Linked DNA regions of Mus musculus: all the other regions are linked to region 1. Evidence: chromatin contacts called from public HiChIP or PLAC-seq, capture Hi-C and promoter capture Hi-C data. All regions are on one chromosome and are shown on one strand. The core of a region is the stretch at or near the end of the contact, and the rest is flanking DNA. Distances in the headings are between cores, read along the strand shown. Region 1 holds the start of Neil3 (nei like 3 (E. coli)). Region 2 overlaps Vegfc (vascular endothelial growth factor C). Region 3 holds the start of Spcs3 (signal peptidase complex subunit 3 homolog (S. cerevisiae)). Region 4 has its middle 36 kb from the start of Spcs3.

Region 1 (2,852 bases), core at 171-2,670:
TGAGAACTTACCACTTTGTACTTCACTGTGTTACCCTTTACTGAATGGCCATGTATTTTCCCAGCTACAACATAAAGACAAATGTATTTTCACCCTCCTGTACTTTGAGAGTATGCAAAATTTTGCTGAATGAGTGATCTTCGTCAAAACTAATACTTTAGAGAAACCATTAGCATAGATCTCTATAGTACTCTGAAATAATTTCGAGAAACATAATTTTTTAAAAAGTACAGAGCACTTGTTGACACACCAAGTCAAAATAAATAAAAGCATAACTGTTAAAAGATCCAAACCTTTTTTTTTTTCCTCCCTCAGCTTGAAAATACATCTTCCTTGTTTCTTTCAAGTTGGGAGCATATGCTAATTGCATAACAGACAACTTCTTTCCTAGACCAAAGGCTATGAGGGAGCTTTGCAGGAGAAATTGAAGAACAGCACAATATTGCATGTATCCATGAAATACAATTAACCACACATCTAAAGGGCCTTAAAAGCCTGGTCGTTTAATCAGAATATTTTTAGTATAGTTCTAAGTTCTTACCAAATGACTATCCAGCCATCAGCAATGTATGCCTGAGTGGCAAACTGTGCTACGATTTGCTTTCAAAAGAAATAAATTCACTTAAGGAAACCAGAACTAGCTTTTACTGCCCCTTCATTAGATGGCAATATTCAGCTGAGTGAGATGTTCGTGCTAAATTTTCCATGTGCAACGTTAGAATTATATACTACTGATCAACTGCAGAATTTGGGGCTGGAAAAGGGCTAAAAGTCTATGTTACGAGTTCAGTCTTACAACGTGGAAAGAAAAACATACCAGACTTCGCACAAATCCGATGATAACGTCAGTGAATGTAGACGGTAAACAGCAGAAAGCATCTTTTGCTGACTGCCTGTTAACAGGGTTGGAACAAAACGCCTTCGGTGGATCTAGCACTGGCACTGTTAGACAGCTGCTAGAGCTAAGACTCACTTCTCAGGTTAAATAAATGTCGGGAAACACAGGCTCTAGGTCTTGGGAACCAGAGTAGATTGGGGATCCCAGAACCTGGGTGGTGTTTTTACTCCACTTCCCGCTGCAGCTTCCAAGCAGGACACAGGACTGACTTACCGAGGTAGCGACATCAGCCAGGGAGGCGGCAGGGGACATGGCAGGGCCCAGGAGGCTCTGCAGAGCTGTGCCCCGCACACCAGTCACCGCCTGCCCCGGTAGCACTCGTGCCCGGATCTTCTCTCCATTCAGTGTACACCCTGGCCCTTCCACCATCTCTGTAGCCCGCCCGGAACCCCTGCTAGTTGCAAGGCCTGACTGGAAAACAACCAGGCAACTTCACTTTCCTGCTGACCCACACTGGGCGGGAAGTTCAAATCTCCCGCGCGCCCCGCCCCGCCCAGCCTAGGCTTGCCCACCAGCAAACCCCGCCCATCTGCGGCCAGGCCACGCCTAGGTGGTGCGGACTCTGCTCTGGGATCCAGGCAGCCCACAGAACTCAGGGCTCTGCAGGTCTCACACTTGTGTCATCGGTATTTCCTGAGCCAGTGCACAGTGAAAGGAGTCACAGAACCCGGCTCAGTGTAAAAACTCAGGAAACTGGGAGTTGAAGACTAAAAACTACGTTCGAACTACTCAGCCCATACTTTTTGAGCTGAAATCGATCACATTAAAACAACGTCAAGTTTGCGGTTTCATAAAAGCCCAGCACTGTACTGAAGTAAAAGTGGAAAACTAAATGTGGAGATTTGTCTAGTTGGCTTTCCAGTGTAGGATGATGAATGGTTACATTTGTCTACATCAGACTCGGGACTGTCTGGACTCTATATTCTGTTAACTAAAATTCATTTCTGATCTCTGTCCTTTGATGGAGAAAAGTCTGAAATAGCCCTTTCCCTTTCACCTCTGTATTGTTTATTGCTATCTAAAGAATGACATCATTTATTATTTAGAAATTTCTGTGAGTTAGAAGTTGGCAAAGTCCAGCTGGGTGGTTCTGGCTCCCCAGTTCTCTAAAAGTTACAAGGTAGGTTTGGTTGTAGCTAGGGGATCCTCTTTCAAGAGGTTCATTTACATGGGCTGGTAGCAAGAGGTCTTATAGTTCTGGCCATAGACCTGCTTAGCTGTGCTCTAGGTGTGATTGCAGATCACACCAGAGGAAGAACACAATTGCAATACAACTTATTACCTAGCAGCTGTTGTAACCTGTGAGTTACAATCCCTTTGCGGGAGTCAAATGATGCTTTCACAGGGGTCACTTAAGATCATTGGAAAACACAAATATTTACATTATAATTCATAACAGTAATTACTGTTAAGTAGTAACAACTTCCGTGTGAACAGTAATTCTTGCAGTAATTCTTTGTTTGTTTGTTTGGCTTTTTTTTTTTTTTTTTTTTTTTTGGAGACGGTTTCTCTGTATAGACCTGACTGTCCTGGAACTCACTCTGTAGACCAGACTGGCCTTGAACTCAGAAATCTGCCTGCCTCTGTCTCCCAAGTGCTGGGATTAAAGGCATGTGCCACCACTGCCCGCTCTAAAATCTACTTGCAACATTTAAATGACTGGGATTTTGTGATGTTTTCGATAAAAACATCTCCCATAGTCCTGGATGGAGTAGCATTATTAGGAGGTATGGCCTTGATGGAGGAGATGTAGTCTTACTGGAGAAAGTCTGTCACTGTGGAGTAGGCGTTTAGAGGTTTCAAATGCTCAACCTACGCCCGGTGTGAAACACATCCAGTCTCCTACTTGACTGCCTTCAGATCAAGATTTAGAACTCTTGGCTCCTCCGACACTATATATGCTTGCACACCTGCCATGCTTCCCGATATGAATCATCATGGACTGAACCTCTGA
Region 2 (2,981 bases), core at 388-2,887, 520 kb after region 1:
CACTAAGTTGAATATTGTTCCATTCCTTAAGACACAACTTCCCTGGGCTTTCTACAGTCTCTTCCTCTCAGCTCCCATTTGTCATTGTTTTCACCTGTAAAAGCTGCTTCTCACTGCTACTCAGATTCCATAACTCTTGGCTTAAGTAGCTGTTCACCTGCAGTGGTGAATGCAGTTTCCATTTACCTAGTGACGTTCTGCTCAACCGCAGGCTTGGTTACTCATAGAAGCCATTTCCACATTCCCATGACATTGTTTTCATTTTTATCTATTGATTTTTATTCTCTGGGCTCTAAATTCTGTGAATGTAAACATTGTTTGTTTATTAACCTAGAGAATACTTAGTGCTATACTTGGCCTGTGCTCAACACTTGGCACCAAGTAGAGAGAGTGGTTCAATGAAGGGAAATGACTTCAAGGTCAGAGGTTGAGTTTGAGTATGAAGGTTTTGTGATGGTGAAAGCACTAAAAGATGCAGATGCTAGAATGAAGTTGGACACAGAAATCTAGTGAAGTGGCCGTGTCTTCCACTTCTAATTTGGGAGAAAGAATAACTTTAATAGTTGTACTATCAAATGAAGCTTATAATTCTTATGAATACTAACTGTATTTATTAGAAGAGAAAATCAAATGCCAAGGTAAAACCACCATTCGTTATTCGTTTCAGTCACTACTTCCTTTCATTTTGTAAAACCATGTCCTCCTCCCTCCAAAAGGATGTTCTTGTGTTTGTTTGTTTGTTTGGACTAATAAACTTAACTTAACTTTAGTTAAATGAGTGGAACTTAGTGTTGTTTTAAAGTAAGTAATGACATATAGATTCTCTCCAATAGAATTTAGTATGTGGCCAAGGGAATTAGTATTTGGGTTCAGAGGTTAAGAGTACCAATTTTTTACAGGACCAGAATTCAATTCCCAGCACTGATTTCTGATGGGTCACAAACGTCTGTAACTCCAGCTTCAGGGGAAAGAACTGCTCTAGTCTCCACAGGCCCCTGCACTCAGTGTACACACAAAATCCCCCTCCCTTGCATACATACACATAATTAAAACTAAAATTTTAAAATAAAATTAATACTCATAGAGTTATTAAAAGTAGTGGATGTGTTCCAAATGAGAACCCTACAGGTTTACAAAAGTGCTTTCATGGAGTTTTTGTAGCTAAAGCATGAAACACCCCAGGGCAGGAAGGAAGTGTTCAGTTCTATTTCTCCTTTTACTAATACAGTTTGTTAAATCTTCCACTGAATAACTTTCTCCTATATTTATAAAAAAAGATACTTTTTCAATGTACACATGGGAATGTGTGAAGATGTCTTTCCAATAAATTTCTTACTGTTAAATGTCTTTAAGGTAAAAGTGTGTGTGTGTGTGGGGGGGGACCCAAGCTTTTGTTTTGTTAAAGTTTCAGACACGTATTTTAGCAGCCAACCTCACCAGTCTGAGTATATAAACCTTAACAACACCAGCATCTCTAGTGTTATGCTCCAATTGTTGATTTTTAAAATGGAAACTTCATAGAAATGTGGGTTTTTTTTTATGGGTCTTTGTGAAGGGCAGGTTATCAGAATGCACAAGGAAGCCAGTTTCTAGTTGCAAAGTGAAACCACATGGTCTGTGCATTCCAAACTGACGTAACCAATAGCAACTGCTTCAGCAGGCTCCCCCTGGAACGGCTAGAAGCATATTGACGGAATGCCATCGTAGACTCACGTGAACATGCCCTGAGTGTACTTTCCTATGTGAAGCTGTACAGTTAAGAGATCACAGCAAAAGCTAAAGTGAATCTTGCAGAAAATAAGTTATTTGTTGATGAAAGTAGAGCCAGAAGAAAGGTATCTGCTATGAAAATGTGCATGTGGAGTCTGAAGTGCCATGAATGTTCCCATTTCCCCCAAAATGGCATCATAAAGATCATAATAATGAATGCATGGTTACTAGGACCAAAGGTATAACTGTGACGCCTGAAGTTTGCTCTCAAGAAGTTGAGCAGTTTTTTTTTTAAATAGTCATTAGGCACTAGGCAAGAGAAACCAGTCTAGCTTCATGAACTAATTTTAAGCATTATTTAAAATTCTGTATTTCCTACTCAAAAAGATACAGCAATTTGTTTCTTTAAGTTTATAGAAATTATATAAACATATGTATTGCCAACATTATTTCTTTATATTTGAATACAATGTATCATATTTTTTTTTACAACAGAATACATTTGAACCTCAGTATAATATGGATCTTTATAGTACAAGTAGGCGGTATTATTTGCACTGTAGTTAGAAATATTTCTTCCAGAATGCTGCAGGGGCATGGAAGATTAATTTATTCCACTCGTATGTATTCATGTATTTTTAAATGGAATGTGATTTGTGTTGTGTCCTTAACAAATTAATATTTGGCAAGTACAGTTGCTAGAAAACAGGTTTCATCTTGATGTGGAGAAAGAGCTCTTGACCAGGAAAGTTAGCAGAAAGTTATGCAATAATAATATTTTCTTCAGGAAAATATTATTTTAACCAATAAATCTGTGAAAAAAAGCATTGCTTTTGGTCAAATAAAGATATTGATGGTGTTAAGAATTTTATCAAGGACTCTGAGAGCTCCTGACTTGAGGTTTTAACCTATTTGTAATGTGGTGTGAGTTTCATGCATCACAGTATGTTAAAATGTGTTCAGAGCTGAGTGTCAAGACTCTTCTATCTGCTTTTCATTTTAAATCTACTCTTGAGTTCTAAAGGCTTTGAACAGCTGTGGGTGTGTGGCCAGGACACTAAGTTTAACTGCAGACATGAACTTTGAACTTTCACCTCTTCTCATTTTTAGGAATTATTGCTTTTATACCTTCCAGTCACAACTTTTTCTTTTTTTCTTTTTTAATGTTGAATGTGCTCAAAGTTAGGATAATTAGAAGAAAAGAGAAAAGAGAATTCTATTTCAGATATGAAGATGCTTTAAAAGTCTCATTTTAGGAACATATTTGTATC
Region 3 (3,029 bases), core at 116-2,615, 890 kb after region 1:
GAACACAAGGGAAGAGAAAAAAATAAAACTAAAAAGAAAAACGGAAACACAAATACTTTATGCGGAGCAGGCCACAAGATAATCTGGAACGCAGCACCTGATTATAAGCACATGCCATATGTCAGAGCCAACATGCACTTTCCACAATTATCTGAAATCCATACAACAATCCTTCCAGTGACTTTCTTCACTTACAACAAATGTTAACACCTGCGACTGCAAGAAACCTGTTTAAGATCACAATGTTTAATATGTTTCAAGTTTATCTAGGTCACCACAGAAGGTGATGGCAGGGCCGGTATCTAAGCTACGTCTATTTAAATCACCAATAGTACCTAACAAAAAGTGTTGGGGATAAAAATGAAAAATCAAAAGCAGCAGCAGTAGTAAGAGGAGACACTTACTGGTGATTCTGACAAACAAATTAGTAAACCAAGGCTAAAAGAACGGGCAGATTGTAGAGGACAGTTCACACAGAGCATACAGGAATTAAAACCACTGCGTGAAAGATAAAAGTGCCAGAAAAATGGAGGGAAATGCTATAAATAAAACAGGCAGTACGGGAAAAGAACAGTCATTTCGAAATTCTATTTTTAATGTCTCCTAAGACTTATTCAGGTTGCTGGCTAAAGAATGACGTTAAAAATAACAAGAAACTGGGATGTTTAAACCGCCCCTGTGCATCCTGCACATCCTAACTTCAAGGCAGCAGCTGCCAAGTAGTGTGTCCACGAGGGACAGACAGACGTCTTCAGGGACTGTCAAAGAGAACCAACTGGGGCTGGACGTGACACCAGAGCCACCCACCGAGGCGCCTGGATGGACACCCAGGCCAGGGGGGACTGGGGACTGGCTGAGGTCCCCACGCGCGCTTGCAGGCGGGGAGGCGCCGGGCGGAAGCGCGGGTGTGGGTGTGCTGTTGTGTTGCTCCCTCATTGGCCCGGGTGGGTGAGGGACGTGCAGAACAGGAAGGAAGGGGAGCGCTGACCCAGGCCACTCGGGAGACGACCGCGCAGGGCTGGGGTCTGAGGGCCCCGGGACGCGCGTCCGCGGAGTGGACGGCCCGCGGCGAAGCCCTCGGGGACCGCGCACACAGCCCCGGGCGGGGCCGGCCGGCCGGCCGCACTCACAGCATGATCCGCGAGACGTGCAGCCGCACTGGGACGCTCCTGTCTTTGAAGGCGGTGGTGATGAAGCAGCCGAAGGTGAGCGCCGCCATCACGCTCAGCGAGAAGGCGAACAGGGAGTTCGCGCGCGACAGGACGGTGTTCATCGTGGCGACCTTTCCCTCCCGGGCCCCGGCTCCCACACTCGCACTTCAGGCTCTGCTTCCCGCGGCCGACCAGTCCCCGCCCACCCGCGCATCGGGTGCGCACGTCCCGCCCCGCCCCCTTTCCGGTCCTCCGACGGGAGCGCGCACGCTCCCACACCCTCTGGGTCCCACCCACTGGGCGGCCGTGCACGCGCCGGAAGGCGGTGCTTTCAGTGAATCCGCCAATCATCAAAGAGCACGGGGGTTGGGCTTTGCCACGGGGGTGTGGGGGGAGACCCGCCTCCTCCACTGCTCAGTTGTTCCATGGCCTCTGTGGCTTGGTAGGGAAGTAGCATTTTGCGAGTTGACCTTCAGTTAAGTTTATAGGGACAGCGGCCCCTTAACTGTTCTGTGGTAGTCACTTTTCAAAACGCGTGGTCCCAGCTCACCTCTATCAAAGCTGGTAAAGTTGGACATTTTTGGAAAGGAGGAAAAATGAAATCAATCAGGCACCTAAATAGCAGTCAGGGACACCAGTGTTGGTATGCAGCCTTCGCACTAGACAATTAGTCAAATCCCTGTTGCTTTGCTTTCAACAGAGAACCGAACCTCTACTTAAGTTACGTGTTTTATACCACAATCCCAAATATTTCCACTTATCCAAAATAGGTTGTTGTACAACAGCTGCTGTAAACCATGAAACGGTGTTAATGAGAAACTGATATTGATTAAACTCCTCTCAGTCATTACCATGCAATTAATTTTCATACAGCATACAGGCAGGATCATTAAGAATTGCCTAGTGCATATTCTAGGCCTCGAATGGAGAGTGTAACAGAATAGACCCTGGCTCAAATAGAATAGAGCCAATAAATGAAATATGTAGCAGTTATAGTCAGAGTGGTCTTTAGATGTGTTTAAAACCTTGGTTATTCAATCTCTCGGGTAGCCACACTGTATTCAGTGAAGGAAGGTTTTAATAAATAGTTACTGTGCTGCAAGTGAGACACAAAAGTATATTGATCACTTTGTATAAACCCTACTGAGGTTTATAACTGAGTAAAGTTATCAAAATCAAAGCAGCAGCTTAAATTATAAAACAGGTATAAATACTGAGGGATGCTACATAGTGCTAGAGACAAAATGAGGAAGCCATGTATGTGGTGAGACAGAACAAATCAACCCACACACTACCTAGTATTATTACTATAGAGTAACTTAGAGAAAGGATGCCTCTTGTTACAGATGATGAGTGCCAGGATACATGCTATGAAATATACTGAACACTTAGAGGTATATGTAAGACACACCCAATAATCTGTTCCCAGTAGGTAAAGAAGTACCTGTGAAACAAAAGACTGAAGTGTACCTGGGAAAGTAATGGCCTGTTGGATGCTGTGGAGATATTTAATCTCAATTGGGGTCTTAACCCCACCTTTGATCATTCAGTTCCTGGATAAAAAGACACACACAACCTTTATATGTATATTAAACTCTAAGCAGCATAAAAGCTGGGCAGATATCCATCCTCTGTGGTATTAGAATCTACTTTCCTATCAATAACCCAGAGTTTTTACTTACTATGTTTCATGTGGGCTGCTTGTAACTCCAAGCCCACAGGGCCATGACTCCTAACCCTTGTTAACTTTCTCTTCCTCCTTTCCTCTTCTCTCTGCTTGTGCTTCTCCCAACAACAACAACACCCCCTCCCCCAGAGCCCGAGAACCATAAAACCTGCTTATGTCTCTTCTGCCCAGCTATTGGCTGTCAGTATCTT
Region 4 (2,929 bases), core at 318-2,817, 850 kb after region 1:
TCTATGGTCTGTGCTTCCTGCCACACAAGCTACTCCAAGGGACACAGTATTCTTCGCCTGTCACTTGTACTTCATTAATACTTTCTACTTGTGCAAATTCTAGTAAAGATGTAGGAGTTGTCCATGAGCACTTACTGAAAATCCTCCTCCTCTTCCTCCTCCTCTTCCTCCTCCTCCCCCTCTCCCCCTCTCCCTCCTTTTCTTCCTTTCCACCTCTCCCCCTCTTCCTCCTCTCCTCCTCTCTCCTCTCCACCCTCCCCCTCCCCCTCTAGTCCTTCCTTCCTCTCTCTCCCTCCTTCTCTTCTTCCCCTCCTCCTTTCCTCCTCTCCCTCCTCCTATTCCTTCTCTTCTTCCTCTCCTCCTTTCCTTTTCTCCCTCTTCTCCCTCCTCCTTCTTCTTCTCCTTTTTCCTCATAATCTGGTCCTGCTCTTGTCTTCTCTTTTTTAAGCAGGAGCTGGGTTAGAGACCCACAGACACCAAGAAAGTAGCCACCAGAGACTCCACTTTTGCTCAGTTTCTTCACCAATATAGCAAAGGAAAACGAGTCTCACATGGGTTTGTCATCAGTCTGCCACAACATATTCACAGAGCTGTAACACAGTTACACCGCACACTCTCCATCCATTGGTTGAAAGAAACATTATTTACTCTTTAGCATTTTGGGTATTCTTCAGAATGCCACAAGGCGATGGACTGGGAAATCTGATCTCAACGTCAGTCTTTTTTAGACATACATCCATTCAATATGTTATCTTCCTTTAAAAAAAAATCATAGGAGATATTTTAGCTTTGTGTTATCTTGTCTACACTTTTACAGCCTGAAAATGAAATCTATCTTCTGTCCAAAAGGTGAACTAGCCACATTCTGAATTTAAAGCTCATTTTAAATGTAAAAACAAAACAAAACAAAACACCTGGGAAGAATGGGAAAAGTTCCTTTATATGTACTTCAACAGCAACAAATTACTACCATACCACATCCTTAAAATGCTAACAGTTTTTAAATTTCAAACATTATAAATGTCTCTAAATTGAAAAAAAAATGTATCCTAGGCATAGATTTAGGTGTAATCTATGAGGAGACAATAGCACACTAAAATGTTTTCTGTAGTCACATTCCTGAGTTAAAATATGCATCAGACTGAATCTTGAGCTCAACAGCACCACCTAGTGGACATCGACCAGAAATGCTGTCGCCTCTTATTCGAGATTGCTGCTCTTCCCCATGTCTTCCAAATAACTAATACAGTGATCACGCGGAATGTGGAAACACCCTTGAAATATGCGTTAACTTTCCACAATAATGATTTTTGTTAAATGTATCTGTAACTTACTTATGTCAGATACCAAACACTCGGATTATAAAAATATAAAGTATCTAACCCTCTTGATATCCAAAATTGCATAAGACCTTAACAAATGTTCTTTAACGGGGATGAAGTGGACTGGACGAAATGTTACGTTTCATTGAAAAAGAAACTAAAACAATAAAACCTTGAGATACTGAGCTGAAGTGGTGTTCATTTGCGTTCACTAACTCACTCTCTGGGGAGAGCGTGGGTTTCAGCTCACTCATCCAAAACAGGATACACGGCTTCATCTGTGGAGGCCTTTTAAGGGCTTAGGTGTTATCCATATAATACCCATCCACCCAATCTTGAGTTACTATTCGATCTATAGCTCTGGGTTTCTACTCTGCCGCTGTCCTTATCTTCAGTGCTCTTCAACAAAATCCTACAGCCTTCTGAACCTTCAGCCTCCAGACACCAGCTGTCTCCTTCCTGTGCTTTCTTTAATCTTTCTCTTCTTCTCTCCTCATTTCAGATTTCTTTGTTTTATATAAATGAGAGTGGCTGTTTTGTTTTGTGTATGTAGGTGCACTGTATGCATGCCTCACACCCACAGAGGTCAAAAGAGGGTGTCATATTCCCTGGAGGTGGAGTTACAGACAGTTGTGAGCCATTATGTGGGTGGTTGCTGGTTCCTCTACGAGAACAAATGCTTCTAACTGCTGAGCCATCTCTCCAGCCGTTTCCTTCTGTTTCTTTCCTGTTATTTCCTAAACTGGCCGGCAAGCTGGTTGGAGCACTGCTCACTTTTATACAAATCCCATCTCCCTATTCTACTACACACATGTTTAATTGCACAAGGGATACTAAAACAATCAACAAAACTAATTCTGGGTGATGGACCAAGTTACTTTTTGATGACATGACACTAGGAGGAAAACCCCTTCCAGAAACAGATGTTATCCCTGGTAAACAACTGAAGTCAAGGAAGGAAGGAAGGAAGGAAGGAAGGAAGGAAGGAAGGAAGGAAGGGAGGGAGGGAGGGAGGGAGGGAGGGAGGGAGGAAGGAAGGAAGGAAGGAAGGAAGGAAGGAAGGAAGGGAGGGAGGGGAACAGAAAGATAGAAAGAAACAAGCAAAGAAAGAAACAAAGAGACTCCAGAAATATATTCTGTTATTAAATATAACCCATCCACTCAAAGATGACTTGAAAGACTCTGCTGCCTCAGTCACCATATCCTACTCTTACCATTCCTCCTATTCCCCTCCCCTCTTTCCCTTTTACCCTCCTCATCCTCTTCCTCTTCCACCTCCTCCTCCTCTTCCTCCTCTGCCTTCTCCTCTTCATCTTTCATCCTGTTCCTCCTCCTCCGAACTCAGATCCCTGGATGCTTACACTGAGGTTGCCAAAGACAGAGGATCAATTACAAAGATCAGGACCTGGCTAATTTCTCCGACATGTATTGTGATTAGAAAGTACATTCTAGAAAGCTACTGAAATTTGGGGACTATTTATATTTACAAAATGTCACAACCAATTCTGAAGGCATCAAGTAGTTAATTAAATTCTAAAAACATAATGTAATTTATAAATTCATTAATGCAATATTCAGAAACAAATTTTAGTATACCAAAGGCAGAG

What was found. Promoter capture Hi-C pulls out the DNA fragments that hold promoters and counts their contacts. HiChIP or PLAC-seq counts read pairs in DNA pulled down with a chosen protein or histone mark. Capture Hi-C pulls out chosen DNA fragments and counts their contacts.
Region 2: a promoter capture Hi-C map of pre-B cells shows a contact between it and region 1, with 5 times the contacts expected there. The contact joins the enhancer-like site here to the promoter of Neil3 in region 1. A contact is called at or near these places in 9 of 39 promoter capture datasets (the 3T3-L1 cell line, 3T3-L1-derived adipocytes, the C10 cell line and 4 more), 1 of 15 datasets of contacts at CTCF or cohesin (large pre-B cells), 7 of 115 datasets of contacts at active chromatin or transcription factors (the 230-238 cell line, bone marrow-derived macrophages, embryonic stem cells and 3 more) and 2 of 9 other capture datasets (adipose tissue and liver).
Region 3: a contact with region 1 is called in a capture Hi-C map of macrophages, with 4 times the contacts expected there. The contact joins the promoter of Spcs3 here to the promoter of Neil3 in region 1. A contact is called at or near these places in 15 of 39 promoter capture datasets (the 3T3-L1 cell line, 3T3-L1-derived adipocytes, the C10 cell line and 11 more), 5 of 484 Hi-C or Micro-C datasets (B cells, LSK cells, embryonic stem cells and 2 more), 8 of 115 datasets of contacts at active chromatin or transcription factors (bone marrow-derived dendritic cells, bone marrow-derived macrophages, embryonic fibroblasts and 4 more) and 3 of 9 other capture datasets (adipose tissue, liver and macrophages).
Region 4: a contact with region 1 is called in an H3K4me3 HiChIP or PLAC-seq map of pro-B cells, with 7 times the contacts expected there. The contact joins the enhancer-like site here to the promoter of Neil3 in region 1. A contact is called at or near these places in 16 of 39 promoter capture datasets (the 3T3-L1 cell line, 3T3-L1-derived adipocytes, the C10 cell line and 10 more), 2 of 15 datasets of contacts at CTCF or cohesin (the NIH/3T3 cell line and pro-B cells), 2 of 484 Hi-C or Micro-C datasets (bone marrow-derived macrophages and short-term hematopoietic stem cells), 15 of 115 datasets of contacts at active chromatin or transcription factors (the 230-238 cell line, CD8 T cells, the NIH/3T3 cell line and 10 more) and 3 of 9 other capture datasets (adipose tissue, liver and pancreatic islet).

What each region holds. Positions count from the first base shown.
Region 1 is chr8:53,637,645-53,640,496 of GRCm38.p6, forward strand. It overlaps Neil3 (nei like 3 (E. coli)), which reads right to left and starts at 1,421. Exons shown (of 10, transcript NM_146208.2): 1 at 1,112-1,421. The coding sequence starts at 1,267.
Region 2 is chr8:54,162,069-54,165,049 of GRCm38.p6, forward strand. The region is part of intron 3 of Vegfc (vascular endothelial growth factor C); the gene reads left to right. Among named protein-coding and RNA genes, the nearest start is that of Gm33153, 80 kb to the left of the region's middle. Within about 2 kb of position 1,638, at least 45 of the 459 cell types and tissues checked have an H3K27ac peak or open chromatin away from gene starts, as enhancers often do. A contact at or near this core is called in second pharyngeal arch cranial neural crest and stem cell-derived neural progenitor cells, where this site is marked.
Region 3 is chr8:54,528,633-54,531,661 of GRCm38.p6, forward strand. It overlaps Spcs3 (signal peptidase complex subunit 3 homolog (S. cerevisiae)), which reads right to left and starts at 1,366. Exons shown (of 5, transcript NM_029701.1): 1 at 1,131-1,366. The coding sequence starts at 1,273.
Region 4 is chr8:54,492,159-54,495,087 of GRCm38.p6, forward strand. No RefSeq gene overlaps it. Among named protein-coding and RNA genes, the nearest start is that of Spcs3, 36 kb to the right of the region's middle. Within about 2 kb of position 1,568, at least 5 of the 459 cell types and tissues checked have an H3K27ac peak or open chromatin away from gene starts, as enhancers often do. A contact at or near this core is called in pro-B cells, where this site is marked.